Linked DNA regions of Delphinus delphis: region 2 is linked to region 1. The links are chromatin contacts, called in public Hi-C maps. All regions are on one chromosome and are shown on one strand. The core of a region is the stretch at or near the end of the contact, and the rest is flanking DNA. Distances in the headings are between cores, read along the strand shown.

Region 1 (4,243 bases), core at 929-3,428:
AGCACCTCAGAGGATTTTGATGCAGGCGATCCAATGATCATGCTTTCAGAAACCTTGTTGTTGAGAACTAAAAATTAGACTGTTACATACTGCATATCTATCCTTTGTTCAGTAAAAGATACATAGGTATAAAATAACTGAGTTCTTGCTCTCTTAGTGTTTACAGACTTCCAGGGGAGAAAGAGCAGAGTGCCTGCCATCTCTGACATTATATGATGACAGACCCTGTGAGTGTTATAGATAATAAATGCTATAGGAATGCAAAGAAGAAAGGCATCCCTTTTGGCCAGATTATCATGAATGGCTTCATAAAAGATAGGGGTTGAGCTAGGGTTAGGAAAAACAATTAGGTCTCAACAAGATGGGGAAAAAAGTGGATTATTTCAAGATGTTGGAGCTGAGGGTCAAGGAAGCACTATACTTTTAGGGTATCAGTGTGTAGAATGATGTGTCTATATTGAAAAAGAGTTTGTGTAGGGACATGGCACGATTTATGCCTGGAAAGACAGCCACGAGTTAGATTGAGAAGAGCCTGGAATTGGGACTTTATTCTGTAGGTACTGGATGGTTCTTCACACATGCCAATAAGAAAATTTGGCATTTAAAAAGACTGATCTGGCAGTGACTTTGAAAGCCCTGAACTATATTTGGTGGGTTGGTTGTGCAAATTGTAAGGAAGGCTTGGTTTGAACGTTTGTGAAGGTAGACTCAACACGATCTGGAACTTGATTTGATGAGGAAGGTCTCAAAGACGCTGCTGAGGTTTGAACCTCCTTGACTAGGAGGCTTGTGTACGATTTCACCACTCAGTGAATGTAAGGAAGGAAGTATTTTAAAGTAGTGTTTGGTTTTAGATCTGGAATCCAACTTCCTACCCAAAGTTGGCATCTTCGGTACATATGCATCAGATAGTTTTGCTTAAATATATGGCAACCATTTTAATTTTGTCGAAAGGAAGAGGTCTGGGGCTCGTGGAAGAGAAATGGAGATTGGGGTCCGCCAAGCCGCAGAGAAGACAGACTGTTCAGCTCACTTATTTTTATTAAGCATCATTATACAGAAAGCGCCACACAAAAAAACTAAGATGACCAGTAGTCCCTGTCCTTAAAAAGTTTAAAATCTGGATGGAATCTACAGGGGATCCCAGTAAGAGTAAATGGCAAGCCCTCAAATCCACAAACCACAGATCAGCCAATTTGTACTCTTCCTGTTGGAGCAGCTGAAGGCCTCCGGCTGAAGAAGAGTGAAAATTAGTAGGATACTAAATTGGAAATGATAAATCTCTTCCTGCAGGGTGTGGATCTGGGAAACTCTTTTCAGTAGTGTACGCCAGACTGCCCAAACTCGCGCTAGAACAGCTCTCAGGAAGTGCAGTGCTAGAGCCACCAGAGAGCTATAAATTTATCCCGTTAACTTCCAAGTGCGCGGCTTAGGGCAGGCGAGGCTCCAAGGCCCGCCCACAGAGGCCAGCACCTCGCTCTGATTGGACAAGTTCATTTCCTCGTCTTCCTCCGTGGGACTACTTCAGCCATCGATCACACTGCTTGTTCCACCCCCTACCAGGCCTTTGCTCCACCCCTTTTCAGTGATGTAACACCTGGCTCTCTTTCGCGCCCCAGCCCTCAAGCTCTCCACCAGTCGCTTCAGTTCCTCATTGGCCAGTAGAGAGGGGAGGAAAGGATGGGCACAGTCTATTTTGTTCTCTAAACTCCCTCCTCTAGTTTCCCGGTCTTCTCATAGGCTGTCAGGAGCGCAATTATAGCCTGGAGCTGTCGCGCAGGCGTGCAAAGCTGATCGCTGGTGGAGGCGCACCTCCCCTCAATCATTAGAGAGTTAGTTACACTGTTCTGACGTGAGAGTGGCACTCCGCTTGTCATCCTCACTAACGATTGGCTGTAGCCGAGGTCCGTCATACAACCACGCCCCATTCCTCTGCCTCACCTCCCAGTTTGATAGCCCTTGCAGGAGGCCAAGCTTCACCCCGTTGCTGCCGCTTAGCCCTGCGATTGGCTGAGAGAGCTGGCGTGCTTTCCCACCCCCTACTCCTTCCCGGGCCTCCGAGAGGCTGGCGGGACCCCGCGGAAGTTGTCAGTCAATCTCCTCCCTCCCCATCCCCCGCGCGGTCCCTCCCCCTGGCCGCGCGCCCTAGCGCGCGCGCGCACACGCACTCACACTCCCCCCTTGCCTCTACCCAGCACCTTCTCAAGTTGTAGCGGTCGCCCGCCAGGGGTTCTCTGTGGGCTGCGGAAGGGCGCGTGGGGGAGGGGGTTCGGACTGCTCGGCGCTTCGAGGAGCGAGTGTGTGTGCGCGCCCAGGGCCGGGGCGGCGGTTCACCGCCCCGGGAGATGAGGGGTCGGCGCTGACAGGGAAGAGCGGACACCGCGGCGGTGGCGACAGCGGCTCGGAGGGGACCCGCGATGGCAGCGCCTCGGGAGGAGGCTCCAGGCAGGGCGGGCTGCGCTAGCTGCGGCCACTGAGGTGCTGGCGGGCCGGCCGGCTGGCGACCCAGGCTGCAGGGACGAGAGGCGCGTTCGACGTCCGCACCCCAGCGTCCTCGCCTCAGTTGTCTAAACTTCGGGCTCCCGTCCACCAGCCCTCCGAACTCGGAGTCAACAACTTCTTCACCCCCCCTCTACCCCCGCCCTCGCCTCCGTCAGCCCCGGGAGCTCGCCGCGCGTCGGGGACCAGGAACCTCCGGCACTGAGATGTGGCCGTGAGGCGTCGGTGGGCGGCGAGGAGAAGCTCGGCGGCGCCCGGGAGCGGGAGGGCAGTGCGGCCGGGGGAACGGGGCGGAGGGGCGCGAGCTCTCGGCGCCTCTCCCCCGCCTCCTCCTCCTGCTGCTGCCCGTTCCGTGCAAGCAGCAGCCGGAGCTGCCAAGCACCAGGGCCGTGGTGATGTCGTCGTCGTCGCCGCCGCCGGCGGGGGCTGCCAGCGCCGCCATCTCGGCCTCGGAGAAAGTGGACGGCTTCACCCGGAAATCGGTGCGCAAAGCGCAGAGGCAGAAGCGCTCGCAGGGCTCGTCGCAGTTCCGCAGCCAGGGCAGCCAGCCGGAGCTGCACCCCTTGCCCCAGCTCAAAGGTAACCTCCGAGGGCGCAGCCCGGGGAGGAACGTGGGGGCTCGCCTCCGCGCCGCCAGAGTCATTTCTTTCTGGGGGTTTTTTCTGCCCAGCTGGGGCTCGGAGTGTGTGAGTCGCGTTCCCCATGCTTCCTTGGCGTCCTCCCACCCCCTTTGATTCAAACAGGTTTGCTGTTAAGAGCCTTGCTTTTCTCACTTCTGGGTTCACCTCAGCTCTTCCGGTCTTGGAGGAGGTAGGCACCCCTCCCCACCTGCGCGCTCTTTTACCTGCCCTTGCGACTGGAGCTCTCCTCTTGCGGCCCGAGGGGTAGAGTGCTTCACTCTTCTTCCCCGAGCCTTGCCCGTCCCCATCTTGCTTTAACAACCTGTCTTACGTTCCGACCTTCCCTTTCTGAGACCTGCCTCCTCTTTTCGGCCACTCTTAGCCAATCCTTTACTTTTCCAATTATAAAGCGCCTGTACGCACTCTCTCCCTAACTTTCCTTCCCATTGATGGTTCCTAAGAGTCTTACAGACCGGGAATCCTAATGCACACACCGGTTAGGAGTTACCTGGCCTTTAGATAGGAGTTAGGAGTTACCTGGCCTTTAGATAGAAAAAGCCTAAAAAATCTGACCAGTGTAGTGTCTTACTTACTGGGTCATTAGATTTAAATGTTCCCTTTAGCCCAAAGAATAGAAAAACTTAAACTACTTTATCGTCTTAGAAGATACCACGGTAAACTTGGAGAGGTGTTAAGGGATAGATAGTGTCGCTTTGCAATGGAATGGGAACTTAGTTCGCCAAGCAGTGATTCCAGGGACTTTGTAGGTTTGTACAGTAATTCAGATTGGTATCCGTGTCAATGCCTTGCAGGAGAACTTGGCACTCCTTTTGGCTCACTGCTTTTTCCCACTAGGTTTAGAGGATTAAAAAAAGAAAGAAAGAAAGAAAGAAATTGGTTCCTGGTGTTCTAGTTTATTCTTTGTGGATTACTACCTTTTAATTTTATAATTTTAATGTCTTTGCTTTTTATGAGATAGGCAATATCATGGAACAAGATGATAATGGTACTAAACATTCGAAATTTCTTTTCGACAAAAGAAACCTGATAGAAATCTAGATCATCTGTTTTGCAAGGCCAGGAAATGAAAAGTTCATACTGAAATAGATAAATGTTCAGCAGGT
Region 2 (4,592 bases), core at 619-3,118, 190 kb before region 1:
TGAATCACTTTACTGTACACCTGAAACTAACACAACATTGTAAATCAACTATACTTCAACTACAAAAAATAAATTAAAAAAATAAAATTTATAAAAAAACCACATTTAATGTTATGACTTTATATTTTAGAGGGAAAAGTCCTCATAGATTTGTTGAGAAATCAAAGCTCAACATCATTTTCTTGGCTGATGGACCTGCACTAAAGATACTGTGACTCAACCAAAGGAATATCTCATTGGAGTGCTGTGGCATTTTTATGTTGATCAAAAGGAGTTAAAAGCTTTTTTAAAAAGTCTGAGAAACTCTTATCTAGACGAACCTGCTGTAAATGTTTACAGGTTAAAAAACAAACAAAATAAAGAGTCCCCAAAAAGTATAAGATAGTGTCCAAGTCGGAGAGCTGGGAAGTGGCTCAAAGTGGACTTTAAGAAAAATCCTTCTAACCTCTAGTTCTTAATATATTACACACTGGTTGTAGTTAATTAAAAATTAACTGCATACCAGGTGACAAAATGGTTCCCCCATTCAATAAAAATCATTTAAGTACACTGAAAACAAAGGTTTCATTTTAATACTTCAGTTCTTTACTGACAAGTATCTGCCCATGCCTCCCATATCCATATCTAAGAAAGAAGGCAAATCTCTTTTGCATTTAATAAAGACTTCTTTTGCATACCATTATATCACAATATTTACAATAATCTTGCTAGCTCAATGGTACTTTACCCACTTTGCACAGAAAAAAAACAAGGTTAGGTTAACTTAGGTGACCTGTCCAGGATCATAAAATGAACGATATAAGAATTCAACTCAGTCTATCCAAAGCTCCTACTACTACACCAAGCTCCCACCACTCCAACTCCCGTAAGGAAATAGAACTCGTGGAATCCGTCTGCAGAGAATGAGCAGGGGCTCTGATTTTCGGATGGTCTTGGCCCTATTTTTAACCTGCCTAATAACCGGCAGGTAAGAATTACAGAAATTAAATGAATCGTTATAAGTCGGTGCAAGATTATTATTCAGCACCCTTGGTGAAGACCTGGTCTCAACTGAACATACTGAAAAATAATTTCACAATTTCAATTTATCGTTTTTAGAAACTGCTTGGAAAATCGGGAGACTGTGCCCTCAAGTGGTCAAAACGGCCCCCACTCGCTACTTTTTCACCTGTACGAGGCCAACCTAACAACGCTGCAATTTCCCGGCAATCTCGCAAAGCGGCAAAAGCCCTGGACTCACCAAAAGCACTGGCGCCAGCGCCCGCCCCCGCCCACGGAAGATAGGCGCATGCGCCTTCCCGGCTTCTCACGAGGCTACCACCGCCTGGGGGCGCCACTTCCCCCCACATGCGTTTCAGCCGCTCAGCCCGCTCTTTCGAATACCTTTGTCTAATTCCATAAGGGCAGAGTTAGCATCCAGCTCCTGTTCGCCATAGCCGGCATCTGCCAGAAAAGACTTCGTTGAGTTTGACGCCATGACCCGAACAGTTACTCGACTAGCCTATTTAGAAAGATTGTAAACTCTTCCCCAGCACCGCCATCTTCTTCCACCACCTTCTCGCGGATTTTTCCTCCGCGCTCTGTCAAGCCGTGTTACGCATGCGCTCTGGTCTCCCCGCCGTTCGCCAGCGCCTCTGCGGCCCCCCGCGCAGGCGCTCAGGGAGCTCAGGAACTCCAGGTTCCCGCGGCTGGGAGAAAAGGAGGCGGGGATTCGAAGGGGGAAGTGACTCGGACGCGCCCGGACGCCGCGGCGGGAGCCAATCAGAGGGCGTGACGTCAGTTTGGCGGGGAGTTTGGTGGCCGGGGCTTACGGTGGCGGGAGTTGGAGGCAATAACTAGTCGTGTTCTAAGGGACGCCACATAAGATTTCTGCTGAATCTGGGGGGCATTTCCACGGCTTTTCTCTCAGTTGAAAGTTTTCCTCCGGCCCAGATGCTCTTCAATTCGGTACTCCGCCAGCCCCAGTTTGGCGTCCCGAGAAATGGTGAGTAACGGCCCTAACCGCTGCCTGTTGCCGGCGGGATTCACCTCCCCCCGAACAACACCTCGGACCAACGCCGACTCCAGTTCTGTTTCCCAGCCGCCGAGTTCTCCCACAGGCAGAGCGAGTTCGTGTTAGCGAAGAGTACTGAAGAAAGCTGCACTTTCGTGCTCTCGAGACACTTTTAGTCGTAATCGGGATTTTTTCAATTGTAGTGTAGGCTGACGGAGGGAGGGACGCTGAGTTAACTGGCCTCCATTACGGCTATGTCTGTTTTGCACATTAACTGGAAAACGCGTTCATGGGAGTATGTGTGGTTTTCTCAACAGCTATGTGAGATCGTCAAGACTCGTATTCATTGATTAATTCATTCATTTGTTGTGGAACCTTAGTGAGCCCTACTCTGCTATATATAACGGTGACTATGACCCGCTGTTAAGGAACTCAGTCAAGCAGAGAAGACAGAACATCTGCTTCTAGCATGGTCAGAATTTTTTCCTCCTGATTAATACATGAGCATAAAAACTCGTAGTTATAGAGCGAAAAATGCCCATAAGTACATTTCCCAGAAATGACCATTACTAATAGACTGAAGTATTTTATTCCAAATGTTCTTCAATGCCAGAGGTAATAAGTATTGTTATTTACAGAAATGGGATAAAAATGTTTTGTTTCTTTAACGGTAAAACTTGGAAATACTTCCATGTTAGTGTATAGATAACTGATTTATTCTCTCCAGTTCTTGAAGTTCCTTATGTTAAAACATTGGCAATAAGAATTTTGAGCTTAGGTTTGGGTGTCATCAACCTGAAACTTTCTGGTAAGTTTCTGATAAGGGAATTATTACCAGACTAAGCTTGGCTGCAGGTGAAATCTCATTCATTTAAAGATGGACTAGGTCTTTCCGCTTGAAACCATGTGAAAAACAGAAAGAAAATAATGTGAGAAGTGAACTTTTTGTATTTAAGGCATAGGTCTAGGAGAAGGATATTGAGAAGGAGACTGGAGAGTAGTTCCTCCACTTCCTGCCTCCAATCTAAAACCCTACCATCCTTACCTCTTTAAATTATACTCTAAATGCTTCTCTTTCTGTCTCTCCTGTGACCTTGCTTAAGATACTTCTCTGTCTTCTGTCATGAGTGTCAGTACAGCATAGTAGTTATGATCTCTGTCTTTGGAGTTAAACTTGCTGAGGTTTAATTCCACCTCCACTCCTTAATCTGTGTGACTTGGAGCAAGCTGTGAAGCCTTTATTTTGTAACAGATTTTCTCCTAATTCTACATTCTGTCTACTTCCCTTTTCCCTCTAATTCACAAATACTTATCAGGGAGGGGTAAATTTTCCCCTCTACCCCTCTTGAGTATTTATGGCTGGACTAATAAAATTGACACAAGACAGATTAGCAAGAGAAAAACAAATTTTAATTCATGTACATGGAGGTGTCATAGAAATGGGACTAAGAAATGGCCAAAGCAAGGCAGCTTTTATACTCGTCAGACAAAAAAATAAACAAACAATAAATTTGTGAGGAATTGACAGGACAAAGAAACTTAGGTTTGGGATGCTTACTAAGTGAAGAATCTAAACAGAGTTTGGGCTTCAGGTAGTAAAATAAAAGAAGTAACAAGGTTTGTTTACACACGCTTCTTGGCTCTGAATTCCCTATCTCTGACGTATTAGGGGGTCCTTCTACCTCCAGTTGCAAGGAGTGCACCTTTCATAAGAGATTTATTTCCTGCTTTTCAGGGAGACAGGGAGGTCAGAGTTTCCTTCTTGCATCAGCTGCTTCTCAAGCAGCTTCAATGCAAAATAATCAATATGCCATTGTGGCATGTTTTGAGACAGCCCACCCCGAGCCCCCAAATACTCATGCGTTGTTATGTGTTAGGCACTGAAATTCATTCATTGTTATATATAATGCACTGAACTTTATAGGACCATCTTCTTCTTTCCCCTTCCATGAGGGTGTTCCATCCTAGGCCCCTTTTCTATTTCTACCTACTCCCATGGGTGATCATAGCTGTAACGAGGGTTTCTTCTATTACTACCTGCAACCTTCCATTCCCTATACTTTACATGCATTCCTGTAAGAGTTGTATCATCCAGATGGTCAGTCCTGTAAGCATCTCAAACTCAAATACCCAAAACTGAACTCACTTTTTCCCCAAACCTGCTATATTACCTATTTTAGGGAATGCTCTCATTATTTTAAACTGGTCTTCACAGTCAGAAACCTGAGAGTCAATCAGAATTCCTCCATTTTCCTCAAGATACGCATTCAGAGAAGTCCCCTTAAAATCTCTAATCCTTCTTCCTCGGTATCCCCACTGATTTTGCCTCTTCACCATATCTTGGATCTGTCCTTTGCTTACCATTCTATTTCCCTAGGTTGGGCCATAATATGTTCTTGTCTGAACTGTAACAAGTCTCCCAAATGTCCTCTTAGTTTCCCTCTTTCCAGTTTATCCTCCACATTGCTGCCAATGATCTTTCTGAAATGGAAACTGATTACTCTTCTGTGTATTTTTAAATTGGTATCTGAAAGTTTTTATCATAAGTTTAAACAGATGCAAAGGATGTCATCTCTGGCCATATTGTGAGTGATGACCT

Evidence for each region. Hi-C and Micro-C count contacts between places; a contact is called where the count stands out from the background.
Region 2: a Hi-C map of lung shows a contact between it and region 1, with 2.2 times the contacts expected there. The contact joins the promoter of DTL here to the promoter of PPP2R5A in region 1. A contact is called at or near these places in 2 of 3 Hi-C or Micro-C datasets (lung and muscle).

What each region holds. Positions count from the first base shown.
Region 1 is chr1:144,684,134-144,688,376 of mDelDel1.2, reverse strand. It overlaps PPP2R5A (protein phosphatase 2 regulatory subunit B'alpha), which reads left to right and starts at 2,178. Exons shown (of 13, transcript XM_059995012.1): 1 at 2,178-3,078. The coding sequence starts at 2,895.
Region 2 is chr1:144,877,030-144,881,621 of mDelDel1.2, reverse strand. It overlaps DTL (denticleless E3 ubiquitin protein ligase homolog), which reads left to right and starts at 1,868. Exons shown (of 16, transcript XM_060009996.1): 1 at 1,868-1,984. The coding sequence starts at 1,933. INTS7 (integrator complex subunit 7) reads right to left here and starts at 1,592. Exons shown (of 20, transcript XM_059995085.1): 1 at 1,384-1,592. The coding sequence starts at 1,477.